Regions from separate parts of the Zea mays genome. Here all the other regions are linked to region 1. Evidence: chromatin contacts called from public Hi-C data. All regions are on one chromosome and are shown on one strand. The core of a region is the stretch at or near the end of the contact, and the rest is flanking DNA. Distances in the headings are between cores, read along the strand shown. Region 1 holds the start of LOC103654295 (protein LURP-one-related 8). Region 2 holds the start of LOC103654297 (ethanolamine-phosphate cytidylyltransferase). Region 3 holds the start of LOC100283338 (serine/threonine-protein kinase NAK).

Region 1 (5,093 bases), core at 1,609-4,108:
CAAAAAGTGACACAATGTGCCAAGTTCGAGGATTGGTGGACTGCTAGTGCATTTTACTTATGTAATTTATATTTGTTTCCCTTTTTTCCTCATAGCTTACACTCTCTATCTCTTTAAACCAAAAAAATTGTAAACCTTAGATTTGTTATCTAAAAGCAAAAGCAACAAAACATCTTTATAGTTTGATGTGGACGATGTAGTTTCGTGTGGTTTTCTACTATATTTTTTCGTTCTAAATTATGAGCCATTTAATTTTTTTCAGCGTATAGTATAGCTTTTGCTACATACTTAAATACAGGAGATATTCAAAACTATAGAAAGTTGTGTTTGATAAAAGTCAAATAATTTATAATTTAAAAATGGAATGAGATAGAGAGTGCAAAGTAGAGTAGCTACCTACTCCATTATTACAACTAATCGGCACATTATACGTGACAAATTTGGCTTCCTTTTCTATAAACAGTAAGAAAGTCGAAAGGTCAAGCATTGCAGCCTACGGAGTTCACATGATAAGGAAAGAAAATGTGTTCGTAGCGGCAACTCCATCCGTTTTGGTAAAAGCCCTCACATGGAATCCTGTTGCTTCATACCAATTTCGGTCAAAGGAAAACAGATGCTGATTTCCGCATTCAATCTCTTTCTTCAACATGCCTTGTTCGGTTGCGCAGGGATCCAAAGGGTTTGAGAAGGTTAAATCTCCTTCTATTCAATTTTAACTAGAAAATAATATAATCCCCTTCAATCTCTCTCAAACCAAACAATCCTTTAGCGGTTGTTTGGTTTCTATAAACTATATTTTAGTCTCTCTATTTTATTCTAAATTGCCAAATGCAGAAACTAAAATATAGTTTTAGTTTACGTATTTGACAATTTAAGAACTAAAATAGAAGGACTATAAATTAGTCTCTAGAAATCAAACACCCTCTTAGACCTCTCGCAGCAGGGATAAAAGTAGATATCCGAATTGCTATAACAAATTTATCATTTTAAAATAGATATGTATGAAATTCGATACTGATTTTTATGTTATCAAGCACATTATTACAAATATGAATAGAAATTTGCATAAATTGTTTTATGCATCATTTACCCCCTCCAACAAAAAGGGTGAAAAAATATATGATAATATAAGGTTACCCATTCATATATTTTTATAAGCTCAATGCTCAGAATAAGAATACAAATTTAGACTGTCTCGAATAGTTATCTTATCTTATCTTGTATTTTAAACTTCACAATGTAATCCACATTACAAATTGTCCTATATCTTGTTTATTTATAATAAAAAATCAAAAAATATTTTTTATTCTTATCTCACAGATCGAGTTTTTTTAGCATTCTTAAACTTTATGTATCATAAACGTAACAAACATTCCAGGAGCGATCCTCAGACTTTAGAGGACACGTCATTTGTTCCACTGCGCATGAGGGGGTGTTTGGTTTGCCCCTGCTAAAATTTAGCCCCTATCACATCGAATGTTTGAACCTCCGTTCGGGGTATTAAATGTAGTCGGATTATAAAACTAATTTCTCAGCCGAAGATTAAAAAGTGAGACGAATCTAGTACAGTTGGTTGGGTCTATATTTCATACTCCTATTTGAAAGTCAAACGCTTGATGTGACCCGGGCTAAACTTTAGTCCACAGAACCAAACACCCCCTCGGTATCAGTAATTCAGTACATAGGTCACAACAAGTGTACAAGAGTCCTAGTTTTCAATAGTTTTCAGTACTAAAGCTGTGTGGGGTGGGTCATGTACTCATGTAAAATAGAGAAGGTGGCATGATAAATGATATTGTTTAACACAGTTTTGAAGAGTTAAGTTTTAAAATAAAGAATATTTGTAGAGTGAAGTTTAAAATACGAGATGTGATATAGGATGAGAGGCTGGAGATTGCCTGAGGCTAAGAATAAGTTCATGATAGATTCTGATCATTGGATTTAAATTAGATGGATTCTGTTTGCCGACTGAAAATAAAGCAAAAACCAGAGGCCTGCAGTTTAGCAAATCCTTTATTTATAATTTTTACAGTTTATAATGCAAAGTCCAATTCTGCGCCAGCATTTCTCTGACATATGGCCGTAGACAATTCTGCTGGCGTGTACTACACATGTCTGCACTAGACGCTTCTCGAGCCTCTGTTTCTTCTTCTTAGAAATAAAACAATACGTTCTCCCAAAAATCCGTGCGTGGAGATAAGATAAGATATACTATATCCAATAATATAGTACTCCTGAGCAGCAGGAGCCAAACCATCAACGACGACTCGTCATGGACTCATGGACAAGGAAGGCTAGCCTTTGCATCGGCACGCACTTCCATGCAACCTTTTTCTCTAGAGAATGCTGAAAGCAGCAACTGTTTTTCTTGACCGCAGACCTCCGTCCTACGATAAAATTCGTTCTAACAAATTACTTAGATTCAAACTACACTTAATGTATATGTGTTTGTAAATATGTCTAGACTTATTATCATTTATTTAAATATAGACATAAAAATATATATGTAATTTTTTGAATAGTGATACAAATTTAGAAGCTTTACTATTGATTTTTAGCTGATAACTACTAGGTTAAAGGTTTTCAAACAGAACCTATAATCTGGCAATGTTTGTTTTCCCTTTTCAACTTGTGGGCACCAAAAGAAAGGTGTTGCAGACCGTCAAATGGTCCAGCTTTCCAATCGAATCACCATGATGGTAGAAATTCGTCGCTTTTTAGATCCTCAACTCTTTAGACCACTTCATCTTTATTCGCACGTGATCTATATGATATTTTAAAAAAGAACCAAACAAACACTCTCGTCGTCGTCGCCGTCGCCGACCACTGCATCCTCGTCACCGAGAATATATCTTTATTAACCCAAATCAAGCAGATTGGTAGCCAGGAAATTGAGTGCACTGACGAAATGAAGAGAGTACATGTGGGCGGTGAGGAATCAGGTTCCTCCTCTTCCGTCTCTCCTCCCACGACAAAATGAATCGGTTGCTGGGCCTGGGTGGGATGGATGGTGAGGTCAGCGAGACCGTCACTTGTCAACAAAGAGAGCAGAGCGCCATCTTCTCCGCGCGGCCGGCCAGGCCAGGTATAAATTCCCTACGCTTCTCCCCCAACTCCTCGCCACCCGATCCACTCCAAGCGCAATGGCTCCTCCTTGCTTACCTAGGTACCTCTGCAGCTAGCCGCCATAGCAAGCTAGGCCGAAGCAGAGGATCTAACAGAGCGGGGAAAAGAAAAGAGGAGTAATGGCCAAGGTCCACCCCAACGCCGCGGGGTCCGTCGTTGCCACAGCAGCAGCAGTAGGCCGGGCCCCGGCGGAGGCTGATGGAGAGCCGTCCACTGTGCTGACGGTGTGGCGCAAGTCGCTGCTCTTCAACTGCGACGGCTTCACTGTCTACGACGCCAGCGGCGACCTGGCCTTCCGCGTCGACTGCTACGCCGGCTCCACCCGGCGCTGGCGCCGCGCCGGCGTCGTGCTCATGGACGCCAGCGGGAAGCCGCTCCTCACCGTGCGCCGCAAGACGCGGCTCGGCCTCGCGGAGCGCTGGGTCATCTACGACGCCGACGCCGACGACGGCACGACGACGACGGCCAGGGCCACGCCGCTGCTCTCCGTCCGCCGCCGCATCGGCGCGTGCTGCAAGACGCTGGCGCTCGCCCACTCCGCGGCCGCGGGCACCGACGACGCGGCGGCGGCGGCTGCACTGTCGTACGTGGTGGAGGGCTCCTACGGGCGGCGCGCCTGCGCGGTGCGTGAGGAGCGCGGGGGCGCCGTCGTCGCGGAGGTGCAGAGGAAGGAGGCCGTCGGCGACGACGTGTTCCGCCTCGTCGTGGCGGGGTCACGTCTCGGCGCGCCGCTTTCCATGGCGCTCGTCATCGCCCTCGACGACATGTTCCGCGGCGGGGCCGGCGGCGGCGGCTGGTCGACGACGCGGTCGTTGCTACGCAGGAAGAATTCGTCCATGGCTATATAGAATGGCTATATAGAATAGGAGAATTTTGCAAACATGGGACCGTCTACCAGACTTTTGGCACCACGGTCGGTCGTGGCAATTGAAAGCGTGACATCAAAATCTCCCTCATTTTGAATATTTAGCATCGCGCGCGCCTAATGATTATTAGGCATTGTGCAGTTACCGTCGTGCCCTCGCTCCGTTACATCCCTTGTCGCCGTCTTCTTCTATCGTCTCCCGTATTCCATTCTCCCTCTCTCTCTCCTCCTTTTTCCGTCACCGGCACCAGCGCCCTCGTGGCCAACAGCTGTGGTCGCGGGGCCGTTTCCTCGTCTGGCTTGTAGTTGTCGCCGCTATTGTCCACGTCGCCGCCGCCGCCGCTGAGCGTGACGCTGGCGGGGAAGATCTCCGACGTGTCCACGAACGAGGACAGGCACGGCTCGTCCGGCGCCGGAGCAGCCTGCTCGCGCATCTCCTCCACCTCCGCCCAGCGCGCGTCGACGTCGCAACCGGTCGCGATCCACGCTTCCTGCTCCTGTCACCGGTTCATGTCGTTGCTTAGGAATTTGATGAGATCCTGTTGCCCTTGGAAATATGTAGCAGAGCAGCCATAAATTTTTGTAGCAGTACTGAACTTCTAACAGATCAGACGGCAACTCTTGGGGTGGTTTTAAAGCGGGGAGTTTGCTATGTTTCAGGCGTTTTAAATTTTCACACAAAATTTAGAATTGCCATATATAAACTAGTGGCAGAAGAATAAAAAAACGACAACTCAAGATATAATATATATATATTTTTTCCATTAGCTAAATAACGACAAAATTGCATGTTATCGCAAGCAATGTACTACTAGTAGTGGTCAAGCACTGCACACTAGTAGATGTTGTAGTGTGTGCAGCTGCAGCCTGCAGCAGAGAAGTGACTGAACACTGAACCAAACCTCGTGGGAAGGCACTGCTGCGAATGCGATGGTCGCTGCATCATGCCAGGCGGCGTCAACGTCAGCGTCGAGAGCCTCGAAGTCTGCGGCGGGGCCATTGTCGAGATCCGGCGACACCCATGGAGGCAGCTCCTCGCCGTCACCTGGCTCCAGCAGCTCCGCGTAAGACGCCGCCACGACCGCCGCCTCCGACTTGGCGA
Region 2 (5,093 bases), core at 1,390-3,889, 230 kb after region 1:
GCAAAAAATCTCCAAGTTCTCGAGCAAGTCGTAAGATCTACATGGAAGGAACTATAAATACATAAAATCACGGAGTTTTGGATGGTCAATTTTAGTTTGCTCCTTGCAAAAACAGAAGTATAGCCAACACAAGCATGAACAGGTGATTGTGTCCTAAACAGACTTAGCTGACACAGATGTCAGGATTTTTTTCTTTCTTTCCCATTTTCAGGTGGGTGGGCATGTGGAAAGGAATTCACATTTACCTCGACATGTCCAGCATGGAACAGATCAAAAGCACCATCTATGTAAACTATCCGAGAATCTGGACCTGGACCCTGCATTGAGAATGTCTACAGTCAATGACTATCTAAGAATCGGTCTCAAAACGTCTGTTAATAGTCCAAGAAGAGATATATTAATGTATGTGAAGCTGCAGAAGTCATACCTTGCTATTTGAGAATTGAACTATTCGCCTAGATGTGGGAAGAAAATGAGATACTCTTGTTCCAGTTCCAGATCCAGTATCATCAACTTTCTGACCATGTCCACTACTGAACTGCCTTTGTAGTGACGAGTGGTTATGTGCATCAGATGATCTCTCTCTAACACAAAGAAGCATCCGTCCTATCATGTAGCAATACCCGATCAGCATGAGAAATGACAAATTCACTGTCCCCAAGTGTTGTTCTAAACTAGAAATGGGTACTACAACATAAGCTTTATACTGCATGCAGTCTCGGAAAAAAAAACAATAGTGGAATGCCCATCCCTTAAACATTTACTAATATAACACTTGGTTCACAATCATGGTTTTTAAAGCGGCAAGGCGGTCCAAGGCGTTGGACCACCGCCTGGACACCTAGGCGGCGCCTAGGCGAGGTAGGCGGGCAAGGCGCCTAGGCGTTAGACCACCGTCCGGACGCCTAGGCGACGCCTTAAGAACAGTGTTCACAATGATTTTCAAATGAGCAAATCAGCTGAGGAAATCTTCTGAACAGTACAGTGACAAAAGAAGTTTTTGGTAGACCTAAAGTCAATTGCAACATCAAAGGACAGCTATGATAATTCAATAAACAATAGCTAGCAACGGAGAACTAGTACCTAAATAATCCCCATTTCATAATTCAATATGATCATCAGCGAAGCAAACTTTAAATTTCAAAAACTGAAAGGAAAAACTAGAGTGAAATTAGTACCAACAATGTCTGTTGTCGACACTCCCTCGGTTCTCTTAATCTGCTTGTATCGACCAGCCTTTTTGGCAAGAGCATAGGCATCAGTACCATCAGGTAGCAAACAAGGATCGTCTCCATGGATAATGTAGTCTATGTTGTACTCATTGAATAGCTTGTTCATGAATTCTTCAGTTATGGCATAAGGTGCATCTGGAATGATATCATCCACCCATTTCACAGCACGGACCATTACCATTCTATATTATCAGAACAAAAAAAAAATCATCAGAAACTTGCTAAACAGCATATACCAGATTTGATAATCCCTAGCACAGAGAAGCAGATGCATAAATATCTGTACAGCCAGGTCACTCGTGAAGGAATAACACAATATAAAAGTTGAGACGAAATTAAGAAAAAAATCATTTGGGGATTATTTGCATAATATGCAGTGCCTCCTTTATGAAAGCGACAACATAAACACTAGTGCTATTACCCTTAAGGCCATAACTCAATTCGTGGATGAACCTATACTATAACTACCAAAAAGAACCCATAAATAAAACCCTCGGGATTGTTTCCTTTATTTGCAGATTGCAGACTTGGATTGATGAAAGAGAGATTTTTTCGAAACCGGTTGAGAGCAAAACATTTCTGGAGCAGTCAAGTGCATAGTAAACTCTTACAAACAATGGAATTCCCAAACAGCGCTCGACTGGTGAATTACTGCTGAAACTGGGGGGGTCATGGCCAGGTAGCTACGGAAAACAAAAACGTCACTCTCCTCCTAACCTGCGTTACACAACCGCACGCTACAAGTCTAGAATTACGTTTCGCGTCACTATCACCAGAGACTACAATAACAAAAGTAAGATAGAGGATATTGAAACGGAAAAGACTATCGACACCAGGACCTCTCGTGGAGCGGCGTGACGGGGGGTCCCTTGTTGGCCTTGATCTCGTCGTCGCTGATGACGCCGACGACGAGCTCGTCCCCGAGCGCGCGCGCCTGGCGCAGCGCGTTGCAGTGGCCGTAGTGCATCATGTCGAAGCAGCCGTCCATGTAGACGCGCACGGGGCGGCGGCGGCGACGGAGAAGCGCGCCGATGGGCGGCGGCAGGGGCAGGGGCGGGATGGCGGCGGGCCCGCCCGCGAGGTGGAGCGCGAGCACCGACGCGCCCAGCACGATGCCGCCGACGACGCACGCCGCCAGCGCCCGCGCGCTGCAGCCATTCCCCGCGTCCATGGGTGGCGGAGGACGGGAGAGAGGGGAGGCGCGGGGGCGCGTCTACGGTTCCTTGCGCGTGTGTAGGTGCGTGCCGCTGGATCTGGGGGGGCTAGGGACGAGAGGCTGTCGCCATGCGAGGAGGAGGAGCCGGCGGGGAGGAGAGGAGGTGTGGTCGCGGCGAGGTGGAGGCGGGGGCGGGACGGAATGCTCTGGTGGTGCTGGTACCTGTCCGCGCCTCCGGGGCAAAAGAAGAAAACGAGAGAAGAGGGGGCGAATATGCGTAGCGGAATTCTACACCGTTCGGTCTCTGGCTGCCATGTGGGGTCAACATGTCAGTAGGCGTCTCGAATGCACAGGCAGCACAGCCGTCCATCCTACCGAAACTCGTCGAATTTAATTTGATTCGATCCAGGGTTTTTGTTACATTTTAAAAATATATATATTTTTCTTAGAAATGACCAGAACTCGAGTGATCTTAGAACATCTTGGCAATTCTTGCATTTTACATGATAGAGTATAAGAATAATGATATCGCATCGTATCTGTTGGAACAATGGACCGCAATCCGAGACCGTCAAAGTCAAACTGCTTCTGCCGGCTGGCATCGTCCGCCGGACACCGACTAGATTCTCTCATCTATGCCGTGTCTTGTCTTCTAGAACAAGATGAATTTACAGCAAAACACGTGTGTACAATACAGGCGCAACGACGAGCTCGCTCACATCACATCACTGCTAGACAGCTAGAGGGCCATCTCTGCCTGAAGCCTGGTCAGCTCGCTCACATCACTGCCCTGTCTAGAAGACGCCGCCGCCGCTTTCGCCGATGGTTCCACGGACCGCCTCGCCGGCGGCTCAGGCAGCTCGTCCTCGATCTCCCCCTCCTCCTCCTCCTCCTCCTCCAGCTCTTCCAGCTCCGCTTCTAGCTCGTCCTGTTTTTTTTCCCACCTAAACTAGTTAGAGAAACAAATTTCTTCCATGCACAGGACTCCTCCAAGATGGCTGGAGTCTAGATCGTGCATGTGTGCCTGTATGTACCCAGTTCACAACAACAAGGGAGGCGAGATCAACGGTACTGGTACCTCGTCGAAGTCAGCGGAAGCGCCAATCGGCGTCGCAAGTGCCTGCTGCATCTCCCGCATGCTCTCCGTCTGCTCGTTCGCCTCCTCGATCGCCTTCTCGATGTCGTCCACGTTGCTGCACAAGGATTGCCCTTATAAGTTGGCGCCATTTTTATCAATAAATAATCTAGCAGTACGTGTACGTGGCTACGTGAGAGCGAGCAACACCATGAGCTCTGGGTTCAGCTTCAGAAGGCGCAGATGGAACCTTAGCTAGCTTACACTGATTGCTGCATCGCCTTGACAGCAGATGACCCCGAGCGCAGAGCGTCGACAGTGTCCGTGGTCGCCTTGGCGCTTTCGAGCATTATGATCTATATATATATATATATATATATATATGCACAAAACAACTTACTATCAATCTATCAAGCTCCGAGACGTGCGCCGTTTGCATTGCATGTATGTGTTTCCTTTTACCTGGTCATGGACTCGCAGCTGGAAATTCGATAGCTGCTCGATCTGTGTCTCGTACAGTTTCTTCTTCTTTAGGCACTGGATTGCGGCTGAAACGAAACAAACACGGAAGAAATCTCACGTACGAGCGAAATAGCTATTTTTTGAGAGAGCGAAAAGCTAGTATAGTTTAAGAAAGGTAAGCAGGCAAAATTTGCATATTTGACAAACTAAGGTTGTGGTGTAGGCGTGTAGCGGAACATAAGAATGGCGGATGTGTTGGCTCTTCCTTACCGTTCTTGTTCTTCGCTTTTGTGTAATCCTTCGCCTTCTCTATTTCCGCGGAACATTTCTTCTGGAGGAAACGCTCCTTCTTCTCCAGCATCTCTAGAGTCTGCACGCAAGGAGATGGAGGGTACGGAAGCACACCCAGTATGAAAGGTGGTAGCAATTTCCTCAAAAAAAAAAAGAAATCTAAGGTAGTAAGTTAATATCTTGGAACTGCAGATGTAAATTGGTCATCTGTTGGCAATAGCTGGTGGTGTGGATCGAGGGGCGTGATCACAGAACAGATAATCCACAATGTCAGCACCGGATACTATACTATATTGTGTCCTTAAAATAGATGTGAGTGCTGAATAAATGTTGACTAGGGCTGACCATCTCGAATTTAACTGACTATCCTAATTCCTGCCTAAAGTTCAAGCATTTCGGACAAGCCGGCAGCTTATGTCCAGAAGGATTTCTTCCTCTCTATCTCCCCCCTTTTCAACGAGGACTTCTGATCTTCTCTTGTTTGTTCCACTCTTATTCTATGAAAATCCAGTCAATTAAGAAATCTACATGATCATGTTACAGCATCCAGCTGAAGAAAGATAGGCTGTTTTATGACACTTGGTTTTAATATATATATATATATACTTCCACAATGTTGTGTTAATAGCAAAAGAGGAAAAAGCAGGGAGTTCTTCTGGCATAATCTTATGAAGGGGAGCAAGGCACCATTCTGAGAAAAAAGAACTCTTAGACTATCACCAGCAACGTTCTCTAAATTTCATCTTTTAAAGGAATATTCTCTATCCTTTACAGAACACTCTAAAAAAAATTATCCTCTATATCTTCTTCATCTCCAGCAGCATCTTCTAAATTTCGTTCTCTATATCTTATTTTTCACAAAACTGTGAAATAGTCA
Region 3 (5,093 bases), core at 1,156-3,655, 130 kb after region 1:
TAGCATTATGGACCTAATGATATCTACATGTATCCATGTCAATGTGCCATGCATAGTGTACAAGTACACCATGTTAGTAGACAATTTCTCATGTTTCCATGCATATAATGAAAAGGTACTGATCAAGTGAGCATGAAAATTACTGAACAACGTTTCCACTCACAAGCCATTCTCTGTGCCCTTGATGTCCATCTTTGTTGAGCACCTTGACTGCAACAGGCAGTGACTTCAGCCCAACCCTGACATTTTCATCTATGTAACCCTTGTAAACGGTCCCAAATCCTCCTTCGCCAAGAACATAATCAACACGGAAGCTCTTTGTGATTGTCTCTAGCTCAAACAATGTGAAGGCAATCACATCGTTGTATATGGAAATGTTCTTGGCATCTTCAACTTTCCTAGGTGTGGAAGGGTCACTTATATCTGATGACATGCAGGTGTGCTTCCTATCTGCATTGGCGTTCTTGGAAGGCTGTTGTAACAAGTGGAGTTGCTGAACTGAGAGAATGAGAAGGGCATGTAAATTGGAAGTCCTCAGCACACACAAAAAAGAAAATATTAAGTTTAACTATTGCCCAGCACGTTACAGAACTGAATTAAGGACATACTAAGAATTCGTCTATGTAGAATTATATAAGCATATAGTATGAGTCCTAGAACTATACCATGTTTGGTTACAGCGACTAAATAGATTCTCAACACACTAGATGCAGTATACAAAGACAAATACCTCTGGCCTTGTTTGTTGTGTACGGCGTCAATGGAAAAAGTGAGAGCAACAAGTGGAAAAGGTGCTCTTTAATCCCTTTTAGCACCTTTTTGAGGGAACTAAAGCCAAGCCAATTAGTCCCTCTAACCAAACGGAACCTAAGAAAATTTGTATACCTCAAGGGTTCACGTATGTAGCATTCTAAGCATTTACTCATGATGAGATACAAAGTCCTATTTGGAAATTATTATAAAAGTAAAATAAGAAGTGGAAATGAATGAGTTGCCAACTGCTAGCATCCATTAAATGACCTTTCCCCCTAAAATAAGTACTTCTGAGTAGAAAGCAGGAAATAAATAAAGAAGAGATACACATGCACAAATTGATTACAGCAAGGGTAAAGAGGTCAGGGGACCAGATCTACTGCACAGTTGCATGTTAAACTAGAAAACCTCAAATTGCTTTAAAAAATGCAAGTAGCAACCAGTAGAACAGACTATGTTTATTCAACTTGGAGGATCGTGATTTTTTTATCCGTGCGAAATTGGAAGTCAATACTGGCGAGGAGGGCACAGAAATTGAAGCACGCTTGCCGTTAGATTTTCTCAGTGCACACAATCGAGTAGGCTTCGGGGGTGCAAGAATCAAGAAGATAAGGAAGCATAGAAGAGATCACAACCTGGAACTGGAACTGGGGCAAGACGAATCAAACAAGTTTTGAACTGACGAACAAATAACATGAGCAAACGAGGATAAATAGAACTGAAGTCCTAGGACCGGATTCATCTCAAGGATGGGAACGAACCATATAAAATTCATCAACCCCCTCCCCCCTTACTGAAGTATTAAAATCAAACATTTGGAGCGAAAATTGGCATGTGAGTTCAATCAAAAACCATCTTTTCCGTAATAACATGAGACACAGCCTGCCCGAGAATCGCAACCAAATCGTCACAACACTGATTGATCCAAAAGCCGCCACAACAGAAAGAGGGAGCATTTATGGCAAACCGCGGCGAGACAAGAACCAAGAGCCCAGGACCAGAGAAACAATCCACCAAGATCAAAATTTGATGGAGTTCGAAGCGCCGCAGCTGAGATCCAAACAAGCAGCGACAAGAGAGGGGGAGCCCGCGAGAAACCCACCACGGGCAGATGGATACCTTGCGCGTGCGCAGCGACGACGGCATTCTCCTCCCGTGTGCCGCAGTTGCCCATCTCCTCCTCCTCCCTGTGGCTCGGTTGCTCGGGTTCTTCCTCCTACTTGTGCCGGGGGTTGCCCAGCCTCTCATTCTTGGTAGGTCGCTTCATGCCATCCCGCCTCTTACTTCCTTCGACTCCGATACGAGACGAGATTGACGGCGGCTAGAGCTGCGGGCTGGGCGTTTCCTCCATGATGGACGGACAGGACAGCTGGACAGGGGAGCCAAGAGCCAGAGCAAAGCTGTGTGCAGCTCTCCCTTCCCTTCCCTTCCTGTGTGCACCAGCAACGCCTCAACCGTTAGCGGGAGCAGCAGCCGAGCTTGTGACTGCGGATGAATTGCGAGTGTAGTGTGTGTGACAGGGAGCGAGTGAGGGTCAGAGAGTGTTTCAATGGTGGAGAAAAGGAACGGTAGGGGAGAGGGGTGGTGGATCCCTTAAAAAGTGCAGTGCTCCCATTTCACTACACGGCAGCTGCCTTCAAGAAGAAGACACTCGATATTGGATATGAAATTCAGCAGACTATTTTATATCTATCCAAAATTTTATATTTTAGACAGTTCATTGAATGTTTACGACGGGGTGTGACCTTTATATTTCTTGTTCACTGGATTGGAAATTTACATGGCTGGACAGAGGACGTACCGCGGGAAAATTAGAGAAGGATAAAAGTTAGCACCTACCACATGTGAAAAAAATCAAAATGAGAATATGCCATTGATCAACTAAATCTTTTGGTATCCAGGAACACATTAAGGATTAGCAAAAAATGATTCAGTGAATCATTTTACTATTGCCCTAGTTTAGCATCATGCATTCTCTCTCTTCCCCTTGGCTTCAACTTCAAGTTGTTTCAAGGCTCATATAGTTCACCCTTTAAAATCTGATTTTGCTTTGAAAAATAAGAATATGAACCAAAGAGATCCAATTTCTCTGTTACTACTTGAAAAGGCAACATTTTATACTACAAATTTTAAAACAACTTAGAGTCTACCTTTACTGCTTATCAAGTTTAATATATTAATAAAGAGACACAATAAATGCAAACTAAAATAATTTTTAAAAATTAAGTATTATAATAAAAACAAATATATATTTTTAATAGAAATAAATTAAAAATAAAATTGTAAAATTTATTTATTAATTCAATGTATTAATCAAGAGATAGATAAATAAAAAATAAAATGGGATTAAAACTAATTAAATGTTAGAATAAATTTAATAAAAAATTATAGCAAGTGGAGTCTAGTTTTATTTGTAAAAATATCAGGAACATAAATGTAATCTTTTTCAATTAGATATATTGATTAAGATATATAGTTAAACAAAGTGCATATGAACAATGGGCAACTTAAAACAACTTTTCCATAGCATGCAACTCATAATAACTTTTTCACATCCTATAGTTGAACTAAACACACTCTGATATTCTCCTACTGATGATATGTATGTTTCACTATTATAGTTCATATTTCTTTGTGCTCACCTATACATTCTTATGTATTGCATAAAATTCAAATTGATAAGTGTTTCTACCATTTTTTTGTTCATTGTCTTAGTCTATAACTCTTGGCATCATAGTGAAACTATAATGAAGATCTTCAAGTCTTATCAACGACTCGTAGGCATATGGAAATAACATGAAGAGAAGGACAAATGCAACTAGTCAATCTCTCTTTTCTACTCTTGTTGGATTGTCCTAGATCTGTCATTGATAGAGGCAGTAATGATGAAATAACAACTTAACATGTCACCATAAACTAGAATTAGCTCTTCTATAAAGAGTAGAAATGGTATGTACTAATATAAGTTGATAAAGCTCATGATAGTTCATTAAAAATAGAGAAAGAATTGTGAGTCAAAATTGCCATATATATCTCGAGACACATATGCACTTCTCTTCATCTATGGAAACTTGTCCCTTTTGTTTGCTTTGGACCCATTAAAATCTAATACTTTAATATTATTATAGTTTATCTATTTTATCAAGACCTAACCATTTTGTACGATATATATGTGTTATAATATAGCTAACCAAACTCTCAAAACATGGTCCATGGGACCTTTGGCATGACAGTGGAAGGACCTTTGACATCATAGTTGAAGGATCGAGAAAGACAATTAGAAAGAGGTGAACCAAAAGCAGTTAAAATTTTCTTTTATAATAGTCGATGTCCTAAAGTTATCCTCTAGAAGCACCAAAACTTTCCAGCAATAATACCTTGAAGCCAACTATTGGCTTGATGTTCACTATAAACATAATGTGACATGATAGATACCAAAAAAATGTCACAACACTAGAAGCCCAAAAACAATACTCTCCACCTCTGTCATAAAGTGGCAAGAGTCTGACTCGAAACTCTCAAGCCAGCTGGTGACCAAAGAGTTAAGAAACGTTCCTCGGAACAAAAGCATCCAAGGAACATACGACATGAGAAATAGAACAAAGAAACTCTCAAAATGCCAAAAGAGTTGTTGCACATAGGCTAAGTAAGTTTGGTCAGTCCTTGGTAGTGGACAGCTAGCAACCCTACTTGTCGACTGGCGCCAAGTTGGCCGACTGTAGAACAGCCTTAGCCAGCTACGATGTTGGCCTAGCCAGTTGGAGGGGAGCTGGTTGTCTAACCCGAGTTACAAGAATCGATTCGGTTAGTTCAAGGAGTCGGTTAGGCCGGCTACGCTATGAAAACCTCTCCTAAAAATCCAAACATTGATAATCACAGTCCAAAAACCCATAAACTTCATGGGAATTATTCTTATGTATATTAAATGACATCTTCGAAGAATCAAGTCCCACAAAACTCAAAATCACAATAGATCTAAGAATCTATCAAGGAAGTTATGGTTTTCTTGAGAAATCCTCTCAAAGGTGAAAAATCGTACTCGTGATGAATCTACCCGCTTAACTTGGCAGGGATGTTTACTTAGAGCCTCGCACGAATTCAATCATAAAAAACAACCCCAAAACCTCGGAACTCAAGATAGAGAAAAAAATGGTGAAAAGAGGGAGATAGGGAATAGAAAATTCAAATTCAACTTGTTGCAAGAACACATATTCTAATCTCCAATGAACTATTACTTTATTTTTGAGATCAACCAAATATAATTCTTATAGAAAAAATAAGCACATAAAATTATTCTACATTATGGATCACAACAACAAAAGATTAAAGTGCTATAACTA

The links. A called contact is a pair of places that touch in the nucleus more often than the background predicts.
Region 2: a Hi-C map of leaf shows a contact between it and region 1, with 6 times the contacts expected there. The contact joins the promoter of LOC103654297 here to the promoter of LOC103654295 in region 1. A contact is called at or near these places in 3 of 25 Hi-C or Micro-C datasets (endosperm, leaf and tassel).
Region 3: a contact with region 1 is called in a Hi-C map of leaf, with 2.5 times the contacts expected there. The contact joins the promoter of LOC100283338 here to the promoter of LOC103654295 in region 1. A contact is called at or near these places in 2 of 25 Hi-C or Micro-C datasets (both in leaf).

The regions. Positions count from the first base shown.
Region 1 is chr4:190,341,540-190,346,632 of Zm-B73-REFERENCE-NAM-5.0, forward strand. LOC103654295 (protein LURP-one-related 8) reads left to right here and starts at 2,859. Exons shown (of 2, transcript XM_008681126.3): 1 at 2,859-3,085; 2 at 3,179-4,091. The coding sequence starts at 3,246. The coding sequence ends at 3,974.
Region 2 is chr4:190,572,964-190,578,056 of Zm-B73-REFERENCE-NAM-5.0, forward strand. LOC103654297 (ethanolamine-phosphate cytidylyltransferase) reads right to left here and starts at 2,640. Exons shown (of 9, transcript XM_008681128.4): 1 at 2,072-2,640; 2 at 1,179-1,414; 3 at 428-606; 4 at 246-317; 5 at 1-37. The coding sequence starts at 2,403. LOC103654298 (vacuolar protein sorting-associated protein 32 homolog 2-like) reads right to left here. Exons shown (of 8, transcript NM_001321407.1): 4 at 4,196-4,295; 5 at 3,926-4,011; 6 at 3,728-3,819; 7 at 3,467-3,581; 8 at 3,096-3,316. The coding sequence ends at 3,128.
Region 3 is chr4:190,474,438-190,479,530 of Zm-B73-REFERENCE-NAM-5.0, forward strand. LOC100283338 (serine/threonine-protein kinase NAK) reads right to left here and starts at 2,406. Exons shown (of 6, transcript NM_001156239.2): 1 at 1,873-2,406; 2 at 164-498. The coding sequence starts at 1,927.